2 separate regions of the Cyprinus carpio genome follow, and region 1 is linked to region 2. The links are chromatin contacts, called in public Hi-C maps. All regions are on one chromosome and are shown on one strand. The core of a region is the stretch at or near the end of the contact, and the rest is flanking DNA. Distances in the headings are between cores, read along the strand shown.

Region 1 (3,881 bases), core at 818-3,317, 200 kb before region 2:
AAATTGTAATTTATTTCTGTGATGCAAAGCTGAATTTTCAGCATCATTACTCCAGTCTTCAGTGTCACATGATCCTTCAGAAATCATTCAGATATGCTGATTTGCTGCTCAAGAAACATTTCCAATTATGATCAATTGTATGTTTTATTATGTGAAACTCATCATGTGTTTGCTGTGAACCTGCCTTCAATGTCTCTCTTCCTTTGCTGTATTTCAGAAAGCCAAAGATGGAAAAGGTGAAGAAAGTTGTAGAGGCAGAGCAGACAGAAGAAACCACAAGGAAGAAGAAGAAGAAGGGGTTCCTTCCTGAGACGAAGAAACGCAAGAACCGTAAGAAGCCTACGGTGCTGGAGGGAAAAGAGACGCCAGCCTCCACAGAAACGGCTGGAGGAGCGTCAGGAGAGGAGGGAAAGAAGAAGAAGAAGAAAAACAAGAAGAGGAAACAGCAGGGAGGAGAAGAAGAAGGGACACGAAATCAGCCGGCCACTAAAAAAGCCAAAACACAGCAGCAACAACAGAAGAAGAAAAAGAAAGGAGGACAGCAGGAAGCTGATGGGAAATAATTGGACAATATGATCACCTGTTGTGTTCACAGAAATCAGCAAATGTGAAGAGAGCAATATCTGTATTATTTGCCTGTTTGTGATTACTTGCATGATATTGTTTTTTTTTTTTAAAGCAATAGAAGAAATACTAAAAAGCGTTTGATTCTTAATATGTTGTTGCAGTGTTTTTACTGTGCGAAGTACAGCGCAAGTCATTGAACTTTACTTGATGAGGCTCGTTCCAGTTACTATAAAAATATTGTAAAGCTATAAAAATAACACTTTAGTGAATAAAGAACGAGTGCTGAGAAGAGAAAGGCTATGTCAACAGTTTGCCCACTGAAACGAATCGATGTAAAATAAGACCAGCAGAACCAAAAACACTGAAGCGTGAACCCAAATTAAAGAAGATTTGAGTCTCCAAGCTGCTTTAAATGTGTGAATGTGCAGATAGAAACTATCTTTTGTTTCCCATGACGCATGAAGCATTAAACTTCTTTAACATGAAAAGTAGTTTTAAATATCAGGTATTTGCATTTGACTCCCTCTTAAAATGGCCTTGTTCTTCATAACCTTAACAGTATCATCAATACAGTTGAATAAAAAAAATACAAATTTTAATAACAAATCATTCTGACGACCGATGTTACGTTTAGCTGTATCCAAAATTGTATGTGCATCTTTGTTACCACGCGATTTTGCATTAAAAATGAATTTATCAACATTCATTAAAATTGTGACGCCCAAGAAATCACATTATCTTGAGCCCTTTCCACAGCATTATGGAAATAATTTTGTTCCATTTTATCAGTTTTAACATGCATTATCGTGTCAAACATCATGCTCACTTTTTAATTTAAGAAAAATGCATATTTATCATTAAATAAATACATTTTTGTTAGCTAAAAACATTTCAAATATTTTTTAGATAATTGTAATCTGAAATTAAAAATCTATAAATTAAAAAAAAAAAAAGATTTAAACACTGATTTAAAAATAACATAATAACAAGCTAATAAAATGTAAATTAAACTAAAAATGAAAACCAAAAAATTACATTTAGAAATTAATATTAATAAGTATTATTATATTAATAACAGTAAAAAAAAAAAAACTGTTTCAGGTTTTGTTTTGTGTTTTATATTTATTGATGTTTATTTTTATTTAAATTAATAAAAATAATAATAATAAAAAATAAATCACACAAATGAAACTCAAAGTTTTAAATTCTATTTATGTCCAAACAAGTTCCCAACATGCTGTAAAAATAATACGCCTCGTAAAATGATGATTAAGCAACATTTTACTGACCCTTTTTTTTTTCTATTTTGTGCACTATTTAACATAACTGTTATATCTGTGTAATTTTCGGAGGAAACTAAAGTTTCCATGCCAAATTTCTGTCAGGGTAAAGCATAACATATCCCACTTTTTTTTGAGATGTTTTTGTTTAACACATAACTATTATATAAATATGTGTTATTTTCGGTGGAAACTATAGTTTCAATGCCAAATTTCTCGCTATTTCTGGAGAATTAACGTACCGAGGAAGTGATTAGCGCTTTACAGAGGGGACAGACGCCAGAAACAAAAATAGTCACCATGAAAGTGAGAAGCAGACTGTAGGGTGAAGCTGTCTGTGTAACGGTAGTGTTCAGCGGCCCACTGAGATCGGATCCGTGTGTTTATTCGCGTCTGACGGCGGACAGTTGTGATCGGACGGGCGAGGACAGAACAGCGAGAAGAAGATAATGTTTAACAACAACAGCAGCAGCAGCACACTGTCATCCTCCTCCTCATCTGAGGCCGGAGACGTGAAAAGTGCGCTGTTTAGCCCGGGTGAACCGCTCAGACAGCCGCGCACGTCTCCTCCGATGTCGGACGGCGGCGCAGGTGAAGTAACGCTCGGTGCTAGCTCACATGCTAGTCCGCTAATAACTGTTTCTGCACAGTAGATAATGTTGTCCGAGGCTTTTGAGGGGGATATACACACACAAGTCGTAGTCTTTTTTTTATCTAGTCCTCCATTTGAAGCGCCCTCGGTTATAAAAAGCAGAACATTTGGGTTAATTACCTGGCTTCAGTCGATGACAGTTATTGCTAGTCAGTGTTTACATGTAACGTTATCACGATATGTGTCTATGTTTATATGTGTGTAAGTATATTTGTTCGTATGCATATAATATAGAGATAGATGCTAATGCTTGGGTAAAGTAAAGCTGATTTTTTACAATGCCAGTAGAACATACAGTTACTGTGCAAAAGTCTTAGGCCGTTAGTATTTTCACCAACAAAAAAATGGCTTTAAGCCAGTTATTTCTATATTTTGCAGTAGTGTGTCAGTAGGAAGTATCAGTTACTTTCCTTTTGCTATTAACTGTAATAATCCAGTGAGATTTTTGTCTGCACAAGGAGTCTGACAGCAGCCAGTGATCTGATCTCACCATCATCCAGTCTTCGATTACATGAAGAAACAGAAAAAACCGAGGCAGACTAAATCCAGAAGAATTGTGGCAATGTCTCCAAAGACACTTCAAGAAACCTTCCTGCAAAGCTACAATACTGTTAGAAGTTTTAGGCACTTGTGTAAACAAGCTGTAACGTGAGCATGCTTTAAAAAACAATGTCATAAATAGATTTTATTTATCGGTTAACTTCATTTAAAGAAATCAAATCAGCATCTGGTGCAACCAAGTGAAATGCTCGTACTGTCAAGCCCTTAAAAAAAGAATGTTTTGAAATGTAAACTGATATTTCCTACTGACAAACTACAGCAAAAGATAGAAATAACTGGCTTAAAACCATTTTTCGTTGATGAAAATACTAATGGCATAACACTTTTGCACAGTACTGTATATATGGGTGGTCCATGTGTAAACACATGAAGTTACTAATGCTTTGACAGTGTAAAACTTATTTTTTTATTATTTCAGTAAAGTTGAATATAGATATATAGGCAGCTAGAGACAGACAGACAGCATAACAGATAGATAGATAGAATGATGGATGGATGAATGATAGATAGATGAATAAATGGAAGGATAGATGTGTGAACTGATGGATGGAGAGAGTAAAAATGACATAAACCTTTTTTTAGATGTATTTTGTCGATAGATGCATGAATGAATAGATGGATGGATGAGTAGATAGATGATAGATACATGAATGCAGAAATGAATGGATGGATGATAACGAATAGATGGAATAGATTTTAACCATGGTTTCCACCACATCTGGATTTTTTTGATGTATTTTGTCATTAGTTGACTAACTTGACTTGTAATAATTACTTCTGATTGATTGTGATCTTTCGTGTTAAAAGACACATCTGTTGTT
Region 2 (4,291 bases), core at 1,348-3,847:
AGACTTGTATAGATGACTGTCAGTTTGAACAAAATAAATCTATAAATAAACAAGAACATTTTGGCCTGGACTGCTCACATTACAGTTTTGTTCTTAGGATGCACCCTTAACAGGTTAGTGATTCGTATGATATGTATTTTGTACCCTATGCAGTGAATGGGTACCGAATGGGTAGTCAAAACAGCTGATAAAAACATCAAAATATTCCACATGACTCCAGTCCATCAATTAATGTCTGTACATATTTCTCTCCGTATTCATACAATATAACTTTTTCACTGGAGAAAGCAATATGAATAGAGAACTCATATTTTATCCTAAAGCAACAGTTTGTAGTTAAAAAGATCATCTTGGCGGATGTGTTTCTTAAAAAAAAACACAGCTTTTCACTTCACAAGAGATGTTAATTGACGGAATGGAGTGGTGTGGATTACTTGTGGATTATTGTGGTGTTTTAATCAGCTGTTTGCACTCTCATTCTGACGGCACCCATTCACTGCAGAGGATCCATTGGTGAGCATGTGATGCAATGCTACATTTCTCAAAATCGCTTCCATGAAGAAACAATCTTGGATATCCTGAGGGTGAGTACATTATCAGAAAAATTTAAACGGTTCCTTCAAATTGAAGGAATTTAATCTTTCTTTTTTTTTTTTTTACACACAATCAATTTGAAATGGCAATATTGAAGTTAAATGGTATATTCTTAGTGTAGCACCACCCAGTTCTGCAGAATTTAAGTCATTATCAGCCTTTGAATGGCTCATCCTTGACATTTCTCAGTCCCTCACTACTCTACTAAACTTATCAAGTACATGGTGTTACCATCTTGGATAGAATGTGTGATCTAATCTCTGTTCATGTCAAGATCTTGTTGACACAATCCTATCATGTCCTTCTTGACCTGTTCCAGTAGTTTTGAGGCGAGTATGAGCATAATTGTACATTTTTCAGAACATAATAAAATCTATTATAATTTTTATACATAGATATGCTCTAAACAGTTAATGAGCAAACAGTGGCCTCAAAAGTTTTGACATATATTCCAAACTAAAAACAACTGATGAATCTCACTGGATACTGTAATGTATATAACAAGATACTTTACATAGACATGGAAAATCAAAAGAGAAAAAAGAAAAACAAGCAATTGTCGATTTTATAATATAGCCTATAATTTACTTTATGCATTTTTAGATGATTTTATGCAAAGTGACTTACACAAAAACAAATGGTTTTTAGGACTTGAATACCATTGGGATATATATGACATTTAATGGTTAATGCAAGTCACAGTATTATCGCTCATATATTTCATATAGCTACACAAAATTATTTCTCTTTTGAAGACAAATAAATCCAAAGAAAGTCGTTAAATAAACTACAGGTGTGCCCGCTGGCCTTAATCGTTATACTCAGTCGCCATCCAGTGGTGAGAAGTGAAACTACAGAAAGGCTCAAAGGACAGACTCTAGGTCAAGTTATTACCCAGAAGTTCCTACAAGAACATTGAGACGTGAGACTGCTAAAGCCCCCCCCCCCCCCCCATATATATATATATATATACACACACACATATAGTACTGTGCAAAAGTCTTAGGCCTTGCTTAAGCTTGCCTCTCTCAAGCATCTTGGAGACATTGCACCAGTTCTTCTGGATTTAGTCTGCCTCGGTTTTTCTGTTTCTTCATGTAATCGAAGACTGGATGATGGTGAGATCAGATCACTGGCTGTTGTCAGACTCCTTGTGCAGACAAAAATCTCACTGGATTATTACAATTAATGGCAAAAGGAATGTTTGGCAATGTAACCTGTTATTTCCTACTGACACACAACAGCAAAAGATATAAATAACTGGCTTAAAACCATTTTCATTTTTTTCTTTTTCTAAGACTTTTGCACAGTACTGTGTCATATATATATATATATATATATATATATATATATATATATATATATATATATATATATCAACACATTTTTATTCTACATTTTTTAATATCCACATCAATACATATCATGTAATAGTGCTATTCACAATGTTCTTTAGAATTAATATTCATCATAATTTGTGTGCATATACAGATGCATAACATATACATGCATAAATGCATGAAGTACGGGTTGTTCTTATTTTTATCTGGTTTGCTTTCTGTGTATGTTTTTATAATTTTCTCTTCTGTAAAGCACTTTGGTCAGACTAGTGGCTGTTGTAAATTTGCTATACAAATAAAATTAACTTGAAGTACGTTGCATATTAATGTAATGTATATGAAAGGATAGAATTATACATTAATATATATTATAAATGCATGGATACGTATGTATGATTTATGTGTATTGACTATAAATAATACTGTGAATAAAACTTACATGATATGTAATGATGTGGATGTCAACTAATAATAATAAAAAAATCTAGAATAAAAATGTCTTGAATAAAAAAAGAAGAATTTAATCGTACAAGAATTAAATTGTACGTGTTGTTTGTACCTGATGTAAAAAATAAAAATAAAAAATACTGGAAATCGTCACATTTGTGTGTGCGGGGAAATAATCACGTTATTAGTATTTGTATTTCCGGTCAAACTACAATTCCCTCTGACTAGCGACAAAGCATCAGTTGTGGCCTTTTTGTTGGCAAACAAAGACCTGAGCGAATGTGTTTCGCGAACAATGACGCGATGAGTTAAGTTAATAAGGAGCTGAATTAAACTCGGCTCGATTATGAAATGTATTTAAAGTGTGATGATAGAAAGCCTGACCTCCCCCACCCCAGATAAAGATAGAGTTGGCTTGTAGTTAGCTGGCTCGGCTAAACAAACCCCGCTAGCCCGCGCCGATCTTTTTATAGCAGAGAGGGGGAGCCAGAGACTTACAGCAGACCGACAACCAACCTCTCATCCCAACAACAGTCCCCTTATTTTTTCTTCTTTGAAGTTACCCCAAGCTAAGGTAAATATGAAACCCTGTCATAATTTCTCCTAAGGCCGTCTTCGCGTTCCCTTACCACATTTCGACACATTTCCATTTCGTTTTTCCTCGACGGAACGGCTCTGAGGAGACCAGCGTCGTAACGGCTCGGCTAGTCGTTCTCCTCCGGCGCGCCCCCGTGGCGGGAAGCGCGTGACCCGGCGTCGCGCTCGTGCGTAGAGTCCGAGGCTTCTGGGGAGCTCGCGGAGGCCTCGCGACACAAACACGGGCGAATGTTTTTGTGTGGGAACTCAAACGGATTATACACAGATATGTTATACACATACCGAGAACGTTTCGTCGCCTGATGCACAGTTTGAGGAGGGAATTGTGGAAAGCGAAAAGTGTTTTTATTGTTCGCGAACGGAGATGAAGATGTGCGTAGCCGAACTAGCTTTCGCGAGCGTTTAGCATAGCGGCGGCTGTCGTTTAGTAAGACTAAATGACTGAACTATTCACAGAAAATTGTATGTAAGATAACTAAATGTGTTAGTTAAATAAGTAGGAACGCAAGCGGCTCGGGTTTCTGTAAGAATTCACACATCAGATCAGAGCAATGCTAATTAGCGAGTCACTGCAAGGAATCTATTAAGTCCCGAGCTAACGCTTTGCTAATAGTCGAAATAATCTCTAAGCATCTCTCAATTACCCACGAACGACTTGAATGCTTGTTATGGTAAATATTTACAATCTCTGGTGTTCATAACTTTGCTGTGTTAGCCATGTTTTGAATCATTACGGCTGAATAAACGTTAGTGAAACGCTTAGAGGATGAATGGTTCCTCTCTCTGGTGATCGACTTGTCAACACTGTGTTTTTGGTCATTTTGTGTTACCCTGTTTGCACAGATGTGTTGCTTCACTCGATTGTATGACCTGCCACATCCTTTAATAGAATTTTGCATTAACGATTTAGAGAATAATACTATAAATTGGGCAGATAAACGCATTCAGAACTTAAAACAATTGAAAGTCGCTTTCGGAAAGAAATATAAACGTGTTTTTGCTGTAGATGTTGAAATCGTTCCTGATTGCTGAATTTAAAATTATAACGACTAAAGGTTTGATTATGAAATGATGCATTATGTGAATGTCGCTGCTGAGTTGTTGTCATAAAACCTACACGCAAGTGATCGGAATGGATTCATGAATATAAAATAAGTGAAGTATTGGTATTTAAAGGGCCAGTGCAACAGAAATACTCCGGCTGGCATCGGTAATCTGCTCATCACTGGACTGTTTACCTTCCAAATGCAGTTTCACATGCAAATGGGACATGAATATTAATACGTAGTTAATTAGTAGGGATGATGAGGTGT

The links. Hi-C and Micro-C count contacts between places; a contact is called where the count stands out from the background.
Region 1: a contact with region 2 is called in a Hi-C map of skeletal muscle, with 15 times the contacts expected there. The contact joins the promoter of LOC109049775 here to the promoter of LOC109091795 in region 2. A contact is called at or near these places in 2 of 8 Hi-C or Micro-C datasets (red blood cells and skeletal muscle).

Annotation. Positions count from the first base shown.
Region 1 is chrA5:7,468,828-7,472,708 of ASM1834038v1, reverse strand. LOC109049775 (polyadenylate-binding protein-interacting protein 1-like) reads left to right here and starts at 2,067. Exons shown (of 11, transcript XM_019067429.2): 1 at 2,067-2,438. The coding sequence starts at 2,297. It overlaps LOC109049779 (myb-binding protein 1A-like protein), which reads left to right. Exons shown (of 27, transcript XM_042752470.1): 27 at 218-715. The coding sequence ends at 563.
Region 2 is chrA5:7,264,301-7,268,591 of ASM1834038v1, reverse strand. It overlaps LOC109091795 (nipped-B-like protein A), which reads left to right and starts at 2,597. Exons shown (of 45, transcript XM_042752322.1): 1 at 2,597-2,955. It overlaps slc1a3a (solute carrier family 1 member 3a), which reads left to right. Exons shown (of 11, transcript XM_042752327.1): 11 at 1-70.